Regions from separate parts of the Sus scrofa genome. Here region 2 is linked to region 1. The links are chromatin contacts, called in public Hi-C maps. All regions are on one chromosome and are shown on one strand. Each heading gives the region's core, a stretch centred on a gene start, on an enhancer-like site or on the middle of the called end of the contact. The rest is flanking DNA. Distances are from core to core; before and after follow the strand shown. Region 1 holds the start of TCERG1 (transcription elongation regulator 1). Region 2 holds the start of LARS (leucine--tRNA ligase, cytoplasmic).

The links. Hi-C and Micro-C count contacts between places; a contact is called where the count stands out from the background.
Region 2: a Hi-C map of liver shows a contact between it and region 1, with 6 times the contacts expected there. The contact joins the promoter of LARS here to the promoter of TCERG1 in region 1. A contact is called at or near these places in 2 of 5 promoter capture datasets (fetal liver and liver) and 6 of 47 Hi-C or Micro-C datasets (alveolar macrophages, blood, heart right ventricle and 2 more).

Annotation. Positions count from the first base shown.
Region 1 is chr2:147,786,416-147,791,754 of Sscrofa11.1, reverse strand. TCERG1 (transcription elongation regulator 1) reads right to left here and starts at 2,530. Exons shown (of 23, transcript XM_003354339.5): 1 at 2,424-2,530. The coding sequence starts at 2,482.
Region 2 is chr2:147,552,097-147,557,435 of Sscrofa11.1, reverse strand. It overlaps LARS (leucine--tRNA ligase, cytoplasmic), which reads left to right and starts at 3,239. Exons shown (of 33, transcript XM_021084961.1): 1 at 3,239-3,412. The coding sequence starts at 3,407.

The DNA.
Region 1 (5,339 bases), core at 1,281-3,780:
TTGTTTAAGGTTTAAGCGAGTCAGTGGTACCACCAGCACATTCTTATTCCCACTGTACCACGGAGGTAACTCAGACAGCACGTTGCCATACGGTATGAAGCAGTAATAACTACACAAAGGCCTTGGGTCAAGGGTCTATACAAATATGACTCTCCAAGTTCTAGCAGCATCTGGATCGCCACACAAATTCTGTCTGCTGTGGATTATTTGCATTCCTACTACCTCCAAATGTGAGGAAAACAGAAGCCTACCTGCATGACCACAAAACACACACACACACACATTTGTAAGAACACATGTACTTCCCTGGAGTCCTATACCCAGATATGCAATCTTCCCAATGGTGAGGACTGCAACTACTTTACTATAACAGGGGGAGAAAACAATTTTAAACGCTGATAAACGGGAGCAAATTATACGGCAGACACCAAGCAGGGAGACCTAGGCTTTAATCCAGACCCTGTCAATAAGTCAGGGATCTTGGTTAAGTCTCCTCACACTTGCAGGCCAATTTCCTTATTTGATGTGCTTAGTTTACAATTTACATCAATCTTAATTAGCATGAAAGGTCCTTGGGGACAAAGGTTTTTTTTGTCAGGTTCAAGACTCTACTGCCAGCACCTGGCTCAGTGACTCTCACACTGCACACACTTAATAAATGCAGGTGTGAGCGGTGAGCCATCTCTAAACCTCCTAGATACAGTTATTTATATACCCACTGAACCCCTTATCCATCAGACTCCGTGATGGTGAAACGCCACAAAACACATTCAGGACACAAACACAAAAACTGAGCCCCAATTTCTGCCGTGGAGAACAACTAATTTCTCTTAAACCACGGGGTGCTAAACTGAAGGTCCGTACAACGTGCTCTGGGAGGACTTCCAATCCAAGAGGCTAAGGTGTGGAACACCTACAACACAACATCTCATTTAAAGCCTGCACAACGTCTGGACTACTATTAATAAAGTCTAGAAGGCTACTCCTTGTAAAGCTGACGAGGAATACTCTCTAAAATGCAAACTAATGTTCCCAAATAATCCCTTAAGACCAGCTCAAGGAACCTTCTGGAGATGAGAATCAGAAATAATCCTTCCACCCTAACACTGCGCGACCCTGACAAGGCAGTGCGATCACCCATGACTCAAGTGTACACACGGGGTTTAAAGGATTTAAGAGTCTTCCAAGAAGTAAGACTGTATTCCTGCCAGAGTTAACAATTTCTGACAACTCAGAATCTCAAAGACAAGATTTTCCTCCCTGAAATCTTAACAATACCCATTTTCCTTACATAATTCCATCTGGAGCTCTGGACCATGCTAGAGTCCTCCCAACTTACTCTGCTCTTTTTCATTCCCAAACGCTGACAATGGCACAATTCAGAACGGGAGGGGAACGGCTCGCACGACCTTTTCCCGTGGTGGGGAGGGAAGGACCAGACAGAAAACTCAGGACCTCATTTTCCTTAAACCCCACTCATCGTACCCCCGGGACACTGGGACCAAATGTTAACGACAAATTCCACAGGCGGTGAGAAAGCAGGGCGAGGAAGGTCACTGCCCTGCTTGGGGCGACGGCGCGAGCAGACCCAGCGCGAGGAGGAGGAGGAGGACTGCAGGCTCCGAGCCCGGCGGCCCGGGTCCCGGCCAGTTCCCGGGGCCACCATCCCACCAAAGCGACGCGGTTCTACTTCCCCACCTGCAGGCGGCTCCGGGTCCTCGCCTGCCGCGGGGCACTCACTTAACCGAAGACGGCTCAGCTCTGGGGCCTGGGACACGGGATCAGCACCCCCTCCCCGGGGGCGGGCGTGAGGGTCGCGGGGACCCCCAGGAGGGGCTCCCGGGCCCACGGAGGCGCCCGGCAAACGGCTCCCGCTATTGTTACCAGGCACGAACGCGGGACGAGGAACCGGGGCGAAAAGGCAGGCAGGCCGCACGAAGTCCAGGCCGAGCCGGCGAGGCGGGGCAGTGGGGAGCGGGCAAACGGGGACCGCGCGGGCCGCGGCCGGCGGGGACAGGGCGCAGCGGGGCGCGGCGGCGCGGGGCCTCGGGGAGGACACCCGGGCCCGCGGCCGCGCCGAGCCCGAGGAGGGCGGAGGTCGCCGCGGCGGAGGCGGCGGCGGCGGCCCGCGCCCGAGGCGGGGCCCCGAAGCGCGAAGGCCGGACCCGGCCCGCGGGCCGCGGGCCGCGAGGGGCGCGGGGCCCCGCGAAGCGCGCAGGGAGCGCCCCGGGGACGCGCAGGAGGCCGCGGCCCAGCCCCGGCCCGGCTCATTCAAGCCGCCTTCCCCTTCCCCCTCACCCCATGCGGTCCTGGCTCGCAGCCGCCGCGGCTCCCCGGCCCCCCTCCACCCGGCTCTCCGCGCGGCACGCCCAGCCCCGGGGCCGCCGGAGCGCCGAGATGCGAGGGAGAGCGGGGCCCCTTACCTGAGCTCCCCCGGGTTGAACCGCTCACCGTCCCCCCCGTCCCCGCCACGCTCCGCCATTACAGAGGGCCGCGTTCACCCACCCGCCGCCTCAGCGTCTCCTATTGGCCTGACGGATCGTCAATCCCGCGTGAGGGAGGCGGAGAGAGCAGAGATCTGTGAAATGATTGGTCAAACTTCCCATCCATCCTCGCGCTAAGGGTGGTATCTGCCTTATGATTGGTGAAAGGGCCCGCCGACTTTGAAAGCGGTATGGAGACAGCCAGTTGATTGGTCGCTCGAAGGCCTTACGGGAAACGAGACTTTAGCAACGAGGAACCGCCGGCGCCCTCTCGCGGTAAGCAAAACTAGGTCCTCCCACCCACTGCTCAGCCTGCGGTGGCCACGTGTCTGCCCGCTTCCTGGAAAGCCAATTGTGGAGCCATGTTGGCCTCAAACCGGCAGTACTGGCTCAGGCCGAGACGATTTCCACCCCGTGAGCCAATGAGAAATCGACCTGGATCACCCGTAAACCAATCACAGAGTTGCTGTGGAATTGAGCCCTTCCCAGCTTTTCAGAATCAGGAGTCTTAAGGCGCCACCAGATTATATCTGTTATTAAATAATGCTTTCGTCGTATACAGCAGAAATTGGCACAACATCGTAAGTCAACTATACTTAAAAAGAGAATACCTCTTAGGTTGTTTTAAATAATTAGTTGCTATAAGTTGCTGTATTAAGTTGGAGGAAGAAAACTTCTTGGCAATTTACAGTTTAAAACATCTGTCCTTCAATTTCGAAACACATTTGTCCGAAATTAGCATATCCTAATACCCAGAAGGAATTCTGAATTTTTTTTTAATTAAAAAAAAAAAAAAAAACTTTAGGTACTGGGGGAGTTCCTACTGTGGCACAATGGGATCAGTGCTATGGTGGGAGTGCTGGGACACAGGGTCCATCAGCCCAGTGGGTTAAGGATCCAGCCATGCTGCAGCTGCCACTTCAGCAGTGATTGCAGCTCGGATATAATCCCTGGCCCAGAACTCCATATGCAGCAGGGAGGCCCAAAAAAAAGGAAAAAAAAAAAAGACTTTAGGTACTGGGGTTTCAAAGGCACAATGAAGAGGAACTCTGCCGTTACGGCGCTCAAAACAATAAACTAATAAAATATTAAACTAATGTATTACTCAGACCTAACCATTCATACCAAGCACTGTTCTAATTACTACCCACGTATTGTCTGTTTTAGGACTCATAAAAAGGCCTCCTAATAGGAGGGTACTATGAATAGCCAGTTTGTAGATGAGACTGAGGCCAGAGAAGTTAAAGAACTTGTTCAAATTACACAGCTAATAACTGACACAGCCTACCCTTAAACCCAAGACCGTTCGGCAGAGAAGCCCCGTTACTAAACACCATGATCCAAGAAAGTTGAAAACATCATTGCAGAAGTTCCAGGGGTGCGGAACTCAGTGGGTTAAGGATCTGGTGCTGTCCTTGCAGTGGCTCAGGTCGCTGCTGTGGCACAGGTTTGATCCCTGGCCTGGGAACTTCCACATTCCAATTTTTTGGGTGCTGCCAAAAAAAATTTTTTTATTTTAAAAAAAGAAAACATACATGTACACAAAAACTTGTACACAAATATTCATAGCAGTATTATTCATAATAGCCAAAATGTCCAAACAGCTGATGAATTGATTTAAAAATATGGTGTCATCTATACAAAGGAATATTATTCAGCCATAAAAAAGGAATTTAAGTACTGACATATGCTACAATAGGATGAACCTTGAGTACATTATTCTAGGTGAAAGAAGCCAAATATCAAAGGCTAAATATTATATGAGTCCATTGAATGAAATGTCCAGAATAGGCAAATCCATAGAGACAGAAAGTACATTTCCAGGAGGCAGGGACTGCTAATGGATATAGGATTTCTTTTTGGATGGCGCAAATGTTCTGAAATTAAATAGTAGTGATGATTGCACAATTTGGTGAATATACTAAAACCTACTGAATTATACACTTTAAAGGGTGAGTTTTATTATGTGTGAATTACAGAATATGCTATACTGAATTCAGTTAGGTATGATAAAATGTGATAAGGGTCAAACAGTTCTAATCATGCTCATCTATAGCAAGAAACTATGGTTAAAATTTCACTTAATATGTGACATTTGAACAAATTGAAGTATGAATGAGAGTGGATGCGTAGATCCCTTTTTAAACATCAGCATGCATCTCCAAGTCCCAGCAAATTATTCCAAAAATAACACTGGTATACACAGCTCAAGATAGACTAATCCCAATTGTTGGGGGGAAAAAAAATCCCTCAAAATGGATACCATGGGAGTTCCCATTGTGACTCAGTGGGTTTAAGAATCTGACTAGTGCAATTCCCATCGTGGCACAGTGGAAATGAATCTGACTAGGAATCACAAGGATGCACGTTCAATACCTGGCCTCACTTGGTGGGTTAAGGATCTGATGTTGCCATGAGCTGTCGTGTAGGTCACACACATGGCCGGATCTGCTGTTGATGTGGCTGTGGTGTAGGCCACAGCTGCAGCACTGATTTGACCCCTAGCCCAGGAACCTCCATATGTGGCCCTAAAAAAGCAGAAAAAAAGGCTACCTATGGAAAGCTAATCATGAGTGTTTAAGAGAAGGTGAAAACAAACCGTCAGTTTGAATTGAATGAATGAAGGAAACTCTTTCCAAGGCAGATACATATACATATGTTTATCACATGTATTAGATAGAGAGAGAGATGGATAATTAGACAGAAATTCATTTCACTGCATCACTGCTGTAGTTTATTCACATAACCATGTCCTTGAAATTCAGGTATTTTGTACTCAGTGGTTCTATAAAAACATACTTCAAATAGCCGGTATGAGTTGTGTCTTCAGTGAATGATTTTATTAAATTACCGTGA
Region 2 (5,339 bases), core at 1,990-4,489, 240 kb after region 1:
TCAGAGCTTGAGTTCTTATCCACTATCCTATCTTTCTAACTTCATTTATCTAGAGGGGGTATTCCACATGGGATAGCAAAGAATCGACAATTCCCAAATAAAAGGCCACATTACTCAGCTGTAATAACTTTGATTTTCTATCTTTTCACTCTGTCCAGCTTTCCCCACCCTGACTGCCACCCCCATCGTCTAAACCACCATCACCTCTGACCTGGACAAGGGCAATAGACTTCTGCTTCCACTTTTGCTCCCTTCCAGTCCTTTTTGAGAATTTTTTGTTTTGTTTTGTTTTTTTTGCCTTTTCTAGAGCCGCTCCTGTGGCATATGGAGGTTCCCAGGCTAGGGGTCTAACCAGAGCTGCAGCAACACCTGATCCCAGCCGCGTCTGCGACCTACACCACAGCTCACGGCAGCGCCGGATCCTTAACCCACTGAGCAAGGGCAGGGATCGAACCCGCAACCTCATGGTTCCTAGTTGGATTCGTTAACCACTGCGCCACAACGGGAACTGCCGAGAATTATTTTTACAAGACACAAATAGGACCATGTCCCTTCCTCACTTACAACGCTTCCAGGTCCTCCCATTGCTCCCACTGATTCAATGTTTGCATCTTCCGGCAGATGTAAGCTCTCCGGACGAGGTAACTGTGCTTGCGTTGTTCAAGTCTTGTATCTTCAATATCTGGCATAGGGCCTTGTCCATAGTAAAAGCTCAACAAATTAGTTCAGTGAATGAAAACCAAATGACCCTTGGGAAAAAAAGAGTAGTTGTCGCTGAAACTCTAAAATTAGTAAGGATGAAGTTGGAGGCATATAGGTAGAGCTTTCATGTTTTGTCATCACAGGTACTTGTTTATTTTTTTCTTTAAGGGCACATGCCCTTTAAACTGTAAGCTCCATGAGGGCGGCGGCCACGTCTGTGTTGTTACCTGTGTTCCCTACTATGTCCTACCTCGCTGTCATGTTCACAGGTGCTTAATATTTCTTGTATGAACAATTTCAGTTACCGACGCAGACTGGAAGCTGATGAGTCAAAGATGACAAATGGTACTGGTTAGGGCAGAATTGGAATAGGAAAGCCTAACTATAGTTATAACAGCTGTGGATGATAAGGATTCTTTCATTCATTCAATATGTATTTACAAGGCACCTACTATGTGCCAGACACTATGTGCTAGGCAGCCTCTGCTGTCATGGAGCTTACATCTAACGATAAACCAACAGGCACTTCAAATTCAGTAAGATAATTTTCCCAAGGGAGGGGAGGAAGGCAGCGCTTCAGCAAACATCTAGGAAGGGACATTCAACCCAGATCTGGGCTGTCAGGGAGTGACGTCTAAATAGTTAGTAGCTAAAGGAGGAGGGTGTGGTAAGTGATGGAGAGTATTTTTATGTGTGAGAGCACAAAGGTGGGAGAGCCATTGGTAGGTTCTCTATAATCTAAAGTTCCTTCTTAACTTCCTTTCATCTAATAAATTTTCAGTGAGCCCATACCATGTGCCAGGCATTGTTTTAGACCATCGTTAAATTTGTATTTCAAAACTAGTGGTTCAAGAGTTCCTTGGGAGCTCAGCAGGTTAAGGATCAGCATGGATCCCTGACCCTAGAACTTCTGCAAGCTGAGGGTGTGGCCAAAAAGCAAACAAACAAAGAAATAAAAACTAGTGGTTGAAAAATGTAAACATAATATATATATTACACATATATAACAACATTTTTATTAAAGAAATCCCCTCTCCCAGTTTTTTGCTTTTTCCTTGTTTTTTTTTTTTTTTGTATTTATTTATTTTTCTGATGTACAGCATGGGGACCCAGTTACATGCTTTTTCCTGCTGCACCTGTAGCACATGGAAGTTCCTGGACTAAGGGTCTAACTGTAGCTGCAAGCTGCGGTCTACACCACAGCCGTGGCAACACTAAATCCAAGCCACATCAGCAAACCACACTGCAGCTTGCCACAACCCTGGGATTCTTAACCCACTGAGCAAGGCCAGGAATGGACCTCTCATCCTCATGGGCAAACTCCCCCCCACCCACTTATTCTTTTAGGAAGACACACTTCTGGTCTGGGCACACCCAGCTCCTCCAAGTGCTTTGTAGATGCTTAATAAATGTTAACAAATTATAAAGGAACGCAGGTGAGAGTAATAATCTGACTACCAGAAAGTAAAAATCTTGGATCAGCGCTTTTCAATCAATCTTTCTTTGATGATGGAAATGTTTTATATCCACCCTCGCTGTCCGGATATGGAACAACTAGCCATGTGGACTTTCTACATGAAAAGTGGCATTAGTGCGACTGAAGAACTACATTTAAAATTTTATTTTATTATTATTATTTTGTCTTCTTGCTATTTCTTTGGGCCGCTCCCGCGGCATATGGAGGTTCCCAGGCTAGGGGTCGAATCGGAGCTGTAGCCACCGGCCTACGTCAGAGCCACAGCAACGCGGGATCCGAGCCGCATCTGCAACCTACACCACAGCTCACGCAACGCCGGATCGTTAACCCACTGAGCAAGAGCAGGGACCGAACCCGAGGAACCTCATGGTTCCTGGTCGGATTCGTTAACCACTGCGCCACGACGGGAACTCCTAAATTTTATTTTAAACTGGTTAATTTAAATAGCCATTTATGGCTAGTAACCAGTACTTCAGACAACAGAGTCTTGGTAAGATGAACCAGTCTGAGCCGGGCACTGGGAGCAGGTAGGTTTCCACCCTTTCCTTTAAAAAAAATGTAAAAAATGAGGATTGTTAATACATGGCTATAAAATGTCTAAATTTTGGATTTTGAATTGGATTGTGATGATCATTGTATAACTACAGGTGTGATAAATTCACTAAGAAATAAAAAAAATTTTTTTGGATTTTGAATGCCACCAACAGTCGTAAACATGTCATAGTTAGCACCTCAGTCCCTGAAGACGACTACAACTTGCGTCCAGGCATCCAGACAAGCCACCTAACCCAGCTCCATAAGGTGAAAAGGTTGGTGGCCCGGGATCTCTACGTCACTCAGGGCGCGCTCACAGCGATCTGCGACCCCGAACTGCATCATGGGCTTTGTAGTTCAACATACACGTGACGTCACTACCGGTTCCCCCCGGGGGGGTGTGTGGCTGGACTTAGACTTCCGGTGGCTTTGTTGTTCTCTGGGAAATGTAGTCAATACGTGCCTGCTGGACGTGGGCTCTAGGGTTCTGGGAACTACAACTCCCAGCAGGCCACGAGGTGGCCCCGGAGGTAGTTAGAGAGCCGGTGATTGCCTCATCAGGTGTGAAGCGTGTGCTTCAGGGAGGTGGTGGGCCTGACTCCCGCGAGAGGGAGGGAAGAAGTTGTAACCACTCCTTTGAGGGGGGTCCTCGAGGTCGCTGTCGTGGGTTTGTGCAGTCGGCTGGGCGGCGCCATGGCGGTAAGTTTTGGCGGGAAGAGGGTCCGCGCGGCCGGACTGCCTGCTTTTGCCAGTGTAGGGGCGCCGTGTGGTAGCCGCTGTCCTGAGGGAAAACCCTTTTCTAAAGAAAAAGGAGGCCTTGCCCCCCGCGTTTAAGGCTTGGCCGTTGTGAGCATGTGCCTTTTCTTGCTAGCTGACGAGGCGCTAAGGTTTTTAGCTTTAAAGACTGTTTAACGTCACGCGTTATTTCACCAAAGGTTCTAAAAACTGATTTGGAGAGAGAGGAGTATGGAGCATTGACGACTCCTTCAAACAGAAAATTACGCAGCGCCTCTTTGTAGACAGAAGTTCCTGCCTTCATGGTGTTTAGTTTATGCGTGCTACATTCTGAAGTATGTGGTTTAAAAAAAAAAAATGTGTGTGCAGTGTGTCAGGTGCCGCTCTGTGCAGTAGAAACGAATAGAGCAGGGAGGGGGCATGTAGAAGCCCGCGCTGAGAAGGTGGCATTTGGGCCGAAAGCGGGTAAGGAGTAAGCCGTGCACCTGTGCAGAGGAAGAGCTTTCCGGACGGCGGCAGCAGTGCGAGTGAGGAACCGGGCGGGCTGTGCGGCCAGAGGGGTCCTCCGGGGGAGGTGGTGTGGACGGCCTGTGTTTGTGTGTCGCCTGGCGGTGGAGGTGGAGGACTGAGCCCTGGGAGGGTGTAGATCCTGGGAAGCCTCGTAGGTTGCTGATCAGGAAAGCATGGCTCAGTGGAAACGAACCTGACTGGCATCCCTGAGGACGCAGGTTCGGTCCCTGGCCTCGCTCAGTGCGTTAGGGATCCGGCTTTGCCCAGACCTGTGGTGTAGGTCGCAGAGGCGGCACGGATGGATCTGGCGTGGCTGTGGCTGTGCTGTAGGCCGGCGGCTACAGCTCCAATTGGACCCCAAGCCTGGGAACCTCCATGTACCGCCGGGTGCGGTCCTAAAAGGACCAAAAAAAAAAGGGGGGGGGAAGGGAGGGGCTACGGCCAACTCTTTTGAGGAATTATGCAAAGGAGACTAGAATGGGGGTGAAGGTTGAAAGAGGGCTTTTTTTTTTTTTTTTTTTTTTTTTTTTTTAAGAAAGGAGGAATTATATAGTGCTTGTATGCTTATGGCAGTTGCCCTGCAGGAAGGGAAAATTTATGCAGATCTTTTGTAGAGGACACCTATTGCTGGAGTGATGTTCCTGAACAGAAGAGAGGGGGTGAGATCTCATTTTAGAAGTAGAATTTTAATTCATTTGATCCCATTCTGGAGATCATTCTCTTAATCACTGTACTGTTTGCAATTGTAAACTAATTGGGTAATTTATTTTGCAAGCACACTCCTTTAACGAAAGTTTTCCACTTCTTTCTGGGAGAAACCTTACCAATAGTATAAGATAGTAAACATAGAATAGCATGGATATAAAATTAGTTTTTATGTTATAATTAAATTTGTAAAAAGAGCAAACAATATAATTTTCTTTATATCCTGGGAATGTTTATTTTATAGCACTTTTGACAGTTTTAATCCCTTTAGTTACATATCAGACTTGTAGACAGGGCCTGGGGATGTGATGTAATAAGGATAATATCCTTATTTTATCAATATAATTTTATTTTTAAAATTTTCATTTGGGGAGTTCCTTTTGCGGCACAACAGAAACGAACCTGACTGGTATCCATGAGGATGTGGGTTCGATCCCTGGCCTTAATGAGTGGGTTGGGGACCTGAGCTGTGGTGTAGGTCGCAGACATGGCTCTTGGATCCCGAGTTGCTATGGCTGTGGTGTAGGCTGACAGCTACAGATCCGCATCAGTCCCTAATGTGGGAAGTTACACATGCTACAGGTGCGGCCCTAAAAAACAAATAAATAAATAAAGCTAATTTAAAAAAATTTTATTTTGGTAAATTTAAATATTGAGCCAAGTAGAGATAATAACA